Regions from separate parts of the Mus musculus genome. Here region 1 is linked to region 2. The links are chromatin contacts, called in public capture Hi-C maps. All regions are on one chromosome and are shown on one strand. The core of a region is the stretch at or near the end of the contact, and the rest is flanking DNA. Distances in the headings are between cores, read along the strand shown. Region 1 overlaps Ccdc3 (coiled-coil domain containing 3). Region 2 has its middle 16 kb from the start of Optn.

Region 1 (5,627 bases), core at 1,387-3,886, 140 kb after region 2:
TTAAGTCAAGTTGCTTACTGAAGCTAACTACACAACGAAGTCTTATGAAATCCAGCATTTCTTCCCTCAAATGCTCTTTTCTCATTTCCAACACGCTCTGCTTCTACAGGATTTGACATGAGGATGTACAAAATAACTTAACCAAGTAAGACCAAGGCAGGATCAGAAAAAGAACATTTATTAAGTGCAGAAATCCTAAAAGTCAATCCAAATATAGTCAGAACAAGTCAAAATTACTAAACATTCATGGGACTCAGAGACTCACAGGGTGATGGGGGACCCCTTAGACTCAAAAGATAATTTTCTTGGTGGCTTAGGTTCAAACCATTGAACTTGTTCCTGTTTCAACTTAAACTTTTCCTCCCATTAGTCACTAAGGACTTACTATGTGCTTGGCGCTGGATACAAGGGGTTCAAAACCTAGGAGGCCTAGGACAGAGTGAGATGAACCATAAGAGAACAATGTGATGCACTTAAGTGGATTCAAGAGGAATTATTGAGCTCTGCCTGGAGGAATCAGGAAGGCCTCAAAGACTTGGAGAACCCAAAGAATGTTATCAATTATACAAAGATGTGAGGAAGGGTCAATAGAGAAATACCTGTGCAAAGATCTACATGGTTTGAAAGACTCCGCTATGGTTGAGAGGCGCTTTCAATCAATGAGGGTCAAGTTTATTGTTTGTCAGATGCACCATCAAAAACTCAATATATTAACCAACTTAATCTTCCAGGAAGTTCAATGAAATAGGCTTAGTCAAAGTTCTATGGTTGTGAAGAGATACCATAACCATGGCAACCCTTATTTAAAACAACATTTAATTGGAGCTTGCTTATAGTTTCAAGTGTTTAGTCCATTATCATTATGGCAGTGAGCATGGTGGTATATAGGCCACCATATAATACATCTGGATCCACAGGCAGCAGGAAGAGAGAGACACTGGGTCTGGCTTGAGCTTTTAAAACCCCAGAGCCCACTTCCAGTGACACACTTCTCCCACCAAGGCCATAGCTCCTAATAGGCCACTCTCAAGCAGGGCCACTCCCTAGTAACTACCCATTTAAATATATGAGCCTATGGGGGCATTCCTATTCAATCACCACACTGGTGGTGTTATGCTATTCTATGTGTGAGAAAACATTGCTAAGGCAGATTCTTTGACTAAGGCCTTGCTGTTAGATGATGGGGCAGGTCACACAGAGTAATATCAATGTGGGGTGTCAAATCCTATGAACAAGGATTCAGTCCCAGTTTTGCCCAACTCGGAAGGCCCCCCCCCCTTTTATCAGGGGTGTTTGATGGTTCCTTCCTTGGCTAAGTGAATAGGGGGTGGGGCCTGGGGATGAGCTCAGACAGGCCAAGTGGGGAGCCTGGGCCTCCTTACTCAGACCAATGGGAGATAACTCTCACTCCAACTCTCTCATGACTTTCGACTTAACCCCACGGCCTCCTTCCTCTTCCCCACATACCTTGCCTTCAGGTCACAAAGCCTTTTCTTTTCTTGGCACCTGGCACAGAGAAGGCAACACTTTTGATTTTGGGTAGAGCAAAGGAGCCACCAACAAGTCAAATGCTGTCATTGGCATCTCAGGCTGTCCCTCAAGAGAGTCCTCAGAAGAACTGCCCTGTTTGTCACTTCCAAGGTTTGGGTGTTTCCCTAGTAACTGTGGGTTTGGCTCAGCTTGGGGACTGCTTGTCTGTCTGTCTGTCTGTCTCTCTCTCTCTCTCTGTCTCTTTCTGGAGTTAAATGATGTAGCAAGGCTAACTTTCCAACTGATTTGCAGAAGGGCCAAAGAGAACTGTGGGTATCTGAGCTGAGGCCAGCTGAGCTCCCGTAGTGCAGATGGTGAAGCAATCCTGACCTGTACTGGCTACTGTTTTTAGACCTTCTACAGTTTAACATTGTATAAAGTTTACATCTCCATCTGGACTTTTGAAATTGGCCACAGTCCATTGGGCTGGAGTGCAATGACCTTTGAACAAAGATTACTGGTATCCTGGGCTGTGACCCACAGAAATCACATGTTAGTGTTCCAGAGTGGTATGAATGTGATTTTGGGTGTGAGGGGTGGATATACAAGGTCCCAGAAAGCTCTGATTAAAGTGTTCGTCTGTTCCTTGTTCTTCCTTCAGTCTTTGGCTGTCTGTCGAACACCTTCCCTCCCAATCCATCGAGTGGTTAATTATCACATTTTCACCTCCATTTGTCCCTCCTCAGTCAGGTTTCAGATGCTCCCTAGCCTTATGAAGAACCAGATAGTAAATATCTTAAGCCTAGGACCACAAGGTCTTTGTGGCAACTACTTAACTGTCACTGTAGCACAATAAATGCCACACATAATATGCAAACATACAATTGTAGCTATATTCTAATAAAACTTTACTCATGCGGGGCAAGATACTGTGATAGGCCATAGTTAGATTACTCTCCTTTAAAAAAAAATCCTCTCCCACTTCCTTCTTATTTTGAATCCCAAGAATGGGAATGAGGTGTTTAAAATGCAAACTATTTGTCTGTCTTGTTACTTTTGGACAGTCCTTCTGTTTCTTTATACTTCAGAAAGTACACATTGTCTTGTCCTTGTAGATGGTTATTTAAATTGAAAGCAGCTGTGCAGAAAGGCACTCCCAGGGAGCACATTTGTTATGCCCACTACTAGGAAACAGTGACTTTTAGACACACTACATTTGTTTGGCTAGATACAATGCTTACCATTGTGTTACAAAGAACCCAGGAAACCCTTCTACCCCTCACATAGCCCAGGCACACAATGGCAAGTATTTTGTTTAGTTTTGTTTGCTGAAGAGAACAAAAAGGAGGTGAGCTGGAAGGAGGGAGGGAAGGAAAGAGTATAAGAAAGCTAAACTAATTTGGAAGTGGTAGATGATTCTGGACTGTAACATGGATACCCTTCCTTACCCTCTCAAGGTTGTGACTATAAAACCTCACAGCACCTGAGCTCCTGGGGGGAAATGAAAACCAGATAGGAATATACCAAACAGAGGTTCAGACAAGGAACACTCCATAGGTGTGTCCTGTCAATGGAGGTGGGCGACCAAAATGTATGCATCAAGATCACTTGGCCTCAAGGATGTATCAGCACCAATCCCATACTCCTCTCTCTCCTCAGCCTGTGGTTATCAGGAGAAAGGGTTCCTGACTGGGGGCCTTGCAATGCTTCTTACACCTGCTTATATTGAGATACTCAATGAAAGAACTATGCAGACCAGCGTCTGGAAAATGTTGCAGAGTATTTGATCACACTGTAAACCCCGAGATTGTGTTGGTTCCTGTGGTGTGCTGGCTAGTCTTGTGTCAACTTGACACAGCTGGAGTTATCACAGAGAAAGGAGCTTCCATGAGATCCAACGGTAAGGCATTTTCTCAATTAGTGATCAAGGGGGAAAGGCCCCTTGTGGGTGGGACCATCTCTGGGCTGGTAGTCTTGGTTCTATAAGAGAGCAGGCTGAGCAAGCCAGGCGAAGCAAGCTAGTAAAGAATATCCCTCCCTTGCCTGCTTGCTGTGTGGGACTGAGTAACTGCTAGATCCTTGGACTTCCAGTCACAGCTACTACTGAACCATTGTTGGGAATTGGACTGCAGACTGTAAGTCATCAATAAATTCCTTTACTAAATAGAGACTACCCATAAGTTCTGTGACTCTAGAGAACCCTAACTAATACATGCAGGGTGGGGGGGACCCTGTTTCTTGTTGTAGTGTGGCTTAGCCTCAGAAACCACCTTTAATTCCTCTGGCTGGAATACAGACATGCCCTTAGTACTCATCTTTAATACCAAATGATGAAGGGATGAAGGTAAAGTTAGTTTGTAGAAGGAAAGACCCGTGTTTGAAAGTGATGTCTAATTGAGGGGCGGACAAAGTGACAAATCAGAGAAAGACTTGACAAAATAGGATCTGCCTAGCTCTCATGAGGAGAGGAAAGGGCTGCCCAGCTCTCATGAGGCAAGGAAAGAGAGGTAGGGCAGGAAGGAGGAGGGGTCAGTTTTACCAGGAGAGTCTTATAGAGAAGAGAGAACAAGCTAGACAAGGGTGAAGATAGAATGAGCCAGAAAATGAGAAGGAGTTAGAAGATTAGAACATATTTCTGGAGTTAGTATGAGGACAAGCAGAGCTATTCAGGAGAAACTGAGAGAAGCCAGACTGAATCAGTCAGCTTGGAGAGTAGTTTGAGTCAGAGTAGCTAGGTTGATCAGCCAGCCAAAGTTCAGAAAGAGCTAGAAACGGTGAGCTTATTCAGCAGTAAGTCCTCAAGGCTGAAAATATTCTAGGCCTAGATAATATTGTATGGAGGCTAGAAGCTTCCAGGACTAGGCCTATGTTAGCAGAGTGAGACAGTAACCCTCAGAGACGATTATTAACTTCAGGCAAATAAAAGGTACTTTTATAGCAAAATATGATAAGATTCCAGGGAAAGATTAGAGCAGGCAATGTAATAGCAGCATGATTCCAGTTTTGCTTGAAATCTTTAGGTACTTTCCTGGACCAGAACCCAACTGTAGGAACACATGCAGTGATATGTCAACAGTGCCTTTCTCTACGTGCACTCACAGATGATTTAAACTGTCCACGTTTGGATTGCTTTGCGTGTGTGCGTATATACGTATACCTGCTTGTGTGCATGAGCCGTGTGCACTGTGAACATGCGTGTGGAAGCCAGAGGTCAGCATTGGGTACCTTTTAAAGTTGTTTTCTATCTTACTGTAATTTATTTATCTTTAACAGTCATATAATGTGTGCACTGCTTGGAGGCCAGAAGACTACTCGCAGAGGATGGCTCTCTCCTTCCACCATGTGGCTCTTGAGGATAAAATTCAGGTTGTCAGGCTTGATCACCTAGCTGGCCCCACACTGTTTTTTTTTTTTTTTTCTTTTCTTTTTAGACAGGATCTCTTAGTGGGACCTAAGACCCAGGGCTTGCCAATCCGACTAGGCTAGCTGGTCAACCAGACTCAAGGATGCTCTATCGCTGTCTCTCCAACTCCAAGGTTATAAGTGTGCATCTCTGCACCTAGGTTTTTACTTAGCATCTGGGGAGCTGAGCTCAGGTCCTTGTGTTTGACAGAACCAAGAATCCAGTCTTGGCTCCTTATTTGTCTTTTAAAAAGTTGATTGATAATTAGCTTGTTACTGCTTCAGCTTTAGACAGACACAGTTTTAAAAGAGAAGGAAGCCTGGGGCCCTCAGCCTAACTTGTTAAAACATCAGAGAGCAATCTCTACCTGCTGGCAGTTTGCCCATCTGCCCCAAGTCAGGCTTCTCTCAGCCACACGGAAACTTCCAGATAAAACTCTGCCACAGGCCAAGTGGAGGTGCTTAAGCATCTAGCTGGAGAGTCATCTTCCCGGGTTAGCCTGGGGAAAGTGCAGGGGTTCTGCAGGGACAGGCTGGGGGATGTGTGGTTCTCCTCCCAGGACCTTTCTTGTTGGTTCTTTTTCAAAGACTATGTGTAGTACCTGCTCCAGCCCAGCCAGGCCTCCTCCCTCTGCAGCTCAAATTACTGAAAAAAGGACCTCAAAGCTAAATAAATGAGCAAATAACCTCAAAGCTAAGTGAGGAGCAAAGAGCACATCTTGGCCTTTTCTATTTTTCCTTTTTCTTTTTTTTTT
Region 2 (5,401 bases), core at 1,850-4,349:
TCCAACACGGCCACACGTCCTAGTGCCACTGTCTAAGCATTCAAAAATTATGAGTTTATGGGGACCATTCTTATTCAAACCATCACATTCCACTCCATGACACCCTCCCCCCCCCTATAGGCTTATATTCATATCATAACACAGAAATGCGTTCAGTCCAACTCTATCAGTTTCAACCCCGTGTAAAAGTCCAAGGTCCAAAATCTCTTCTGAGACTCATGGCAGTATCTTAACTGTACTCTGCCTATAAATTCAAAATAAAAAAAGCAGATCACATGCTTCCAACATATAATGACCAGGATATACATGATCATTCCAAGAAGGAGGAGAGGGAGCACAGCGAGGAAGTACTGGACCAAACAAGACTGAAACCAGCTGGGCAATCGCCAAACTCTACACCTTCCTGTCTAATGTCAATGTGCCCTTCAGATCCTTAAGCCCTTCCAGCCATGTTGACTGTCACACACTTCTCTCTCTTGGGCTGGTTCCACCCCCTCTTAGCAGCTCTCCTTGGTAGGTATCCCATGGCATCTCTAGCCTCTTGGGTCCTCTAAGGCAATCTAGGCTTCACTTTCACAACTTCATGAAAAGGTCTCCCTGGGCCTCCATGCAGGGACACTCTTGCCACTCCTGTCTAGCCTCAGCAGCATTCTTCGTCTCAGAGGGAGATTCCATAACCCCTATCTTGTAGCTTTGACTCTAAAGACAGAATCATGAGGCTAAAACTGCCAAGTGTTGTTCCTTGCTGGGGCTGCAGTATGGCCTCCTCATTCAAATACATTTCCACCAGCTTTCTGTTTTCAATGGTTTCCTTAATTGCTTAAGCTTGGCTGTCTTGGAACTTGATCATAGACCAGGCTGGTCTCAAATTTAGAGATCCCCTGCCTCGGCCTTCTGAGTGCTGGGATTAAAAGTGTGTACCATGCACCTGGCCTTAAGTTTTTTAAAACTTCCTCTGAACAAGTTGGAAACTTAACTGGGTGGGGACTTGCTCTGAGGTCACCATTCCCTTTATCTCTTGGCCTCAGGCTGTTCTTTAATCTGTTTATACTTCCTGGCACCCCTTTCTTCTCAAACTGTATACTTTGCATTTCCCTTCCTCAGCTTGTTTCTTTTCAGTATAGATCTGCATAAGACTGGCCACTGATCACCATACAACTTGGTCGACAATAAGCTATTTTGAAATCTCCTCTGTCAACACAATCCAAAACTTTTGAATTTAATCTCAGGCAGACTTTTTTGGACAAAAGCAAAATGCAGTCACATTCTTCACCAAAAAAGAGTGCTCTTTAGGTCACATAATAATATTCTTCTCTAAAACCTCTTAAGCTGGGCCCTCACAGTTCCAATCCTTTTCAGCACCACTGTCTTTCATGCTCCTACTAATATGGTCCATTAAGCCCTTCTCAAAGCATTCAACTGCTTTCCTAATCCAAAGTCCCAAAGTTTACATTCTGCCAAGAAGAAGCCACATGGTCAAGCTTATCAGAGCAACACCCCACTTCTGGTACCAACTTCCATCTTAGTTAGGGTTTCTATTGCTGTGAAGAGACACCATGACTACAGCAACTCTTATAAAGGAAAATATTTAATTGGGGATGGCTTACAGGTTCAGAGGTTCAGTCCATTAATGTCAGGTGGGAAGCATGGAAGCCCAAAGGCAAGTATGGTGCTGGAGAAAGACCTGGAAGTTCTACATCTGGACTGGCAGGCAGTAGGAAGAGTAAGTGAGCCACCCAGCCTGGCTTGTGCTTCTGAAACCTCAAAGCTCCCCCCACTCCCTTCAGGAAGGTGTCTGGGAACGATTTACCTCCTAAATGTGCTCAGAGATGTTGTGTTTTTCCTGTAACAATTTACTTGATTGTTCTCAAGGATGTGATATTTCTATTTGTGGGATGCTTTGTTGTTCTCCTGTCCATTTCTCACAAAGCTGGGGATAGGAATAGCCCATTCCTGGACTAAGATCTTGGAGGATGCTCTAAGACAGATATGCTTGGGTCTGAAGTTAGTTAGGGGCAATCCTGATTCACAGTTAGCTTCTTAGTGAACTGAAAAAACACTTGATACTTTACTAATATAATGTATAGGACCTGTGTTAGGTTTCTCCAGCAAAATGGGACGGAGAGGGAGAGGGAGAGGGAGAATGAAGCAGGAATGTCTAAGGTTTATATGAGGTCATCAGGCTGGAATTTCAGGTAAGAATTACAATTGATGTCTGGACTCCAAATCCCTCAAGTGAGAAACTGAGGCAGGGTTTCTCTGTGGCAATCTGGTTGAAGAAAAATTTCTTCTACCTTGAGAAACTGCAGTCTTTACTCTCAAAGCTTTCAAATGAAAGGACCCACACACAATATGGAGAATCACACGCTTTATGCAGAACACCAATCACATAAAGAATGTGTCTCCACAGAAGTATCTCCAGTGGTATTTGGCCAAATGCAGGGCATTTTAGTCTGGCCAAGTTAATGCACACAGTTAACTATCACATGGGGGAAAACTTATCAGTTTTTAAAGGTTACTGAGGGCTTGAGAGGCTGAGGCAGGAGGATCAAGTTTGAGGTCAACCTGGGTTACATGGCAAGACCTTGGTCTAAACAGTTATTATTATTTTTTTAATTTGAAGAAAAATTTAAAATTTGAAAAGGCATACGGAGCAGCTGATGTTTCTCCAACATCATCCCGGTGTGGGGAGGTAGAGGCAGAGGATCAGGAGTTCATGTTCACCCCTAGCTTTATGCTGTCCATGGTTCATCATCTCTTATGGCCCATATTAGTCATTGTGCCATTCAAAAGCCACAGAGCAAGAGAAACATGTTTCACAGCTCCTACTGTATCCTGGACCCTAGGGATGCAACAGTGGCAAGATGTGGTTTCTGCTCTTCATTGTGAGCTGACTTGGCTGAGGCTATAAAGCAAAGGTGCTTTGTGAAATTCAGAGAGGATAACGTAAGGTAACTCAGAGATATGCACAGGAAGTTGCATATTTGCAATAAAGCCACACACAGCAGAACTATTAGATCCAGGCACTCACTCAACGTGGATTCTGGGCTCTTCAGCTCTGATCTCTTCAGCTCTCATTTGCTCAGACTGTCTATGTCCAGCAGATGGTGCCAAATGACTGTCTGCAGTCAACTGGCAGTCCCTCTCAGGGAAAATCCAAATTGAGCCTATGAAAGAAAGGTCAGCATTTTTAAGGAAAGTGCTCTTTGTCAGACTAAGACCTTTTAATTTGTCCCATTTTAATAGTACATATGTATCAAGATAAAAAAAAAACAGACAAGGAAATGGCCTCCTTTGCTGGGATTGTGGAATTGTAAGACCCCCGAAACTGGGGAGACCTCCGCTCAAGTCCCGGGTTGAGCTGGTCGGCACCCCGATAACACCTGATGCAAACTGCAAGACGCTTTATTGTCAGCTAGCTGAGGGGAGTTCGATCTCGAGCGGTAACAGTAGGGGGCTTTTAACAGCTAGCTGAGGAGTTGGGAGGAGTTTGGCTACAGCTCTTCTCTGGCGGGTGTCCTTGGTAAAATAACAAGGCATGAAGAGTGAGGAGTGAGCTGTAGCTCTTCTCTGGGGAATCTATCTCCATGTCCTTGGCACAGGGAGCCAAGCAAGCGCCTGGCTAGGTCTCCCCACAATCATCGAGTCTCTGGCTGTAAGGCACAGAAACAAAAAGACTTTTTGTTGGCTATAGAGAACAAAGAGCTTCTTTCTGGCTGTATTTTAAGAGATCAGGGAAAACAAGCTTGGGGAATGTCCAGGGGCTTTACCTTTCAGGGAGAAACGCTCTAAGTCGGGGTCTCACAGAATTATGGGAACAGAGGTCAGGAAGTACTTCAGTAAAACAGCACCCCAATATAGACTGGCATATGAAACTCCAATGACTGAGCATACACGTGTGTATTCATATATTTTGAGTCTACACTTGTATAGAAGTGTATGTATCATGTATGCATATGTACATACGTGCCTGTGTGTGAATATATGGGTAGAAGTCCAAGTGTGTGCGTTTTTGTAATGTGTCTGTATGTGTTGAGTATTTGCAAGTAGGTGCCTATGGTCACATACAAGCATACTCATGGTGTATGTGGAGTGCCTGTGTATGATTGTGAGGAATATGAGTGTGAGTGTGCACATGTGGATGTGTATATCCATGTGTGACTGTGTACACGTATATGTTTACTTTTGGGAAAAATTAAAAAATAAAATAGATGAGGAATGGAAGGTTTGACATATTTTTAAAGGGCAAAGGTACAATTGTTGAGGCAGTGGAAATTGGGAGGATGGAGCCTAAAAACCGAGAAGGACTAAAGCCTCAGGCCTTAGCCAACCTTACTCAGAGCATCAGACAATCTATACTCTGAGAGTTAAGAAGAATCGAATGAGTACAGTTTACAATCACAAAGACAAACCACACATGGCGGTAACATGTCTGTCTACACGGACATAAAACCAAACAATAGCCAGCTCCAATGAACAATCTGAAGTCAACTCCCTCCTACCCACCATACTTGGGAGGGACATTTAATCACATTTCAGAAAGAAGTTGGCATTTGGAAGAAACAGGTCACAAAGACTCTTGTTTACTTGGAATTTTCTCACACGAACTCAGAATTCTTCTTATCGGACTCCATTTTTGGAAAGTGTTCTGACATAAAATACTTAGAACTTCCTAAGAGAGTTAAGATATTGGAGGTGTGTGTGTGTGTGTGTGTGTGTGTGTGTGTGTGTGTGTGTGTGTATGTGTGTGTGTGTGTGTATGTGTGTGTGTATGTGTGTGTGTGTGTGTATGTGTGTGTGTGTGTATGTGTGTGTGTGTGTGTGTATGTGTGTGTGTGTGTGTGTGTGTGTGTGTGTGTGTGTGTGTGTGTGTGTTCAAGTGAATATGAGAACCAGGCCTTGATAGAAAGGCATTCATTAGAAGTCCCAAAGAAATGATTCAAACCTGCTTTTGCCCAGTCATCTTGGAAGAATATTGTATAAATGGAAGTTTGGGGGTGAGTGGGGCTCCAGCTCATTCAAGGACCATCCTGTGGAGTTAGTCATTTCAAGAGACACAAGTCCAGTGCTCCTAGATCTGGGACTGGCTCCACTGACAGGGTCCTGCTAAAGAAGGTAGGCTGGGACAGGAAACTCACTGGTGAATTCAAATAGCCAACGTGAGCTCACATTCTCTTTGTGAGGCTTTTATAAGCTCTCACTAAAATAAAGTCTGTGAGTCTGGAATGTTAGTGCTCAGAAGAGAGGCAGGAGGATCAGGGTCAAGACCCGTCTAGGCTGCCTAGTGAGACCTTGCTTCAGATGGGACAAAAAAAGTTGTCAGCTGATAAAGTAGAGAATAAGATGCCATGCAGTGCCATCTGATGTGGCAGAGGAACCTAAGGCTTAGTTAAGAAGCCAC

The links. Capture Hi-C pulls out chosen DNA fragments and counts their contacts.
Region 1: a contact with region 2 is called in a capture Hi-C map of embryonic stem cells, with 3 times the contacts expected there. The contact joins two enhancer-like sites. A contact is called at or near these places in 6 of 484 Hi-C or Micro-C datasets (3T3-L1-derived adipocytes, growing oocytes, pre-hematopoietic stem cells and 3 more), 2 of 115 datasets of contacts at active chromatin or transcription factors (both in embryonic stem cells) and 1 of 9 other capture datasets (embryonic stem cells).

What each region holds. Positions count from the first base shown.
Region 1 is chr2:5,217,510-5,223,136 of GRCm38.p6, forward strand. All of the region lies in intron 2 of Ccdc3 (coiled-coil domain containing 3), which reads left to right. It overlaps Gm46729 (a long non-coding RNA gene), which reads left to right. Exons shown (of 3, transcript XR_001783223.1): 3 at 3,130-3,345. Among named protein-coding and RNA genes, the nearest start is that of Gm46729, 4.9 kb to the left of the region's middle. Within about 2 kb of position 2,637, at least 20 of the 459 cell types and tissues checked have an H3K27ac peak or open chromatin away from gene starts, as enhancers often do. A contact at or near this core is called in embryonic stem cells, where this site is marked.
Region 2 is chr2:5,077,137-5,082,537 of GRCm38.p6, forward strand. No RefSeq gene overlaps it. Among named protein-coding and RNA genes, the nearest start is that of Optn, 16 kb to the left of the region's middle. Within about 2 kb of position 3,100, at least 36 of the 459 cell types and tissues checked have an H3K27ac peak or open chromatin away from gene starts, as enhancers often do. A contact at or near this core is called in embryonic stem cells, where this site is marked.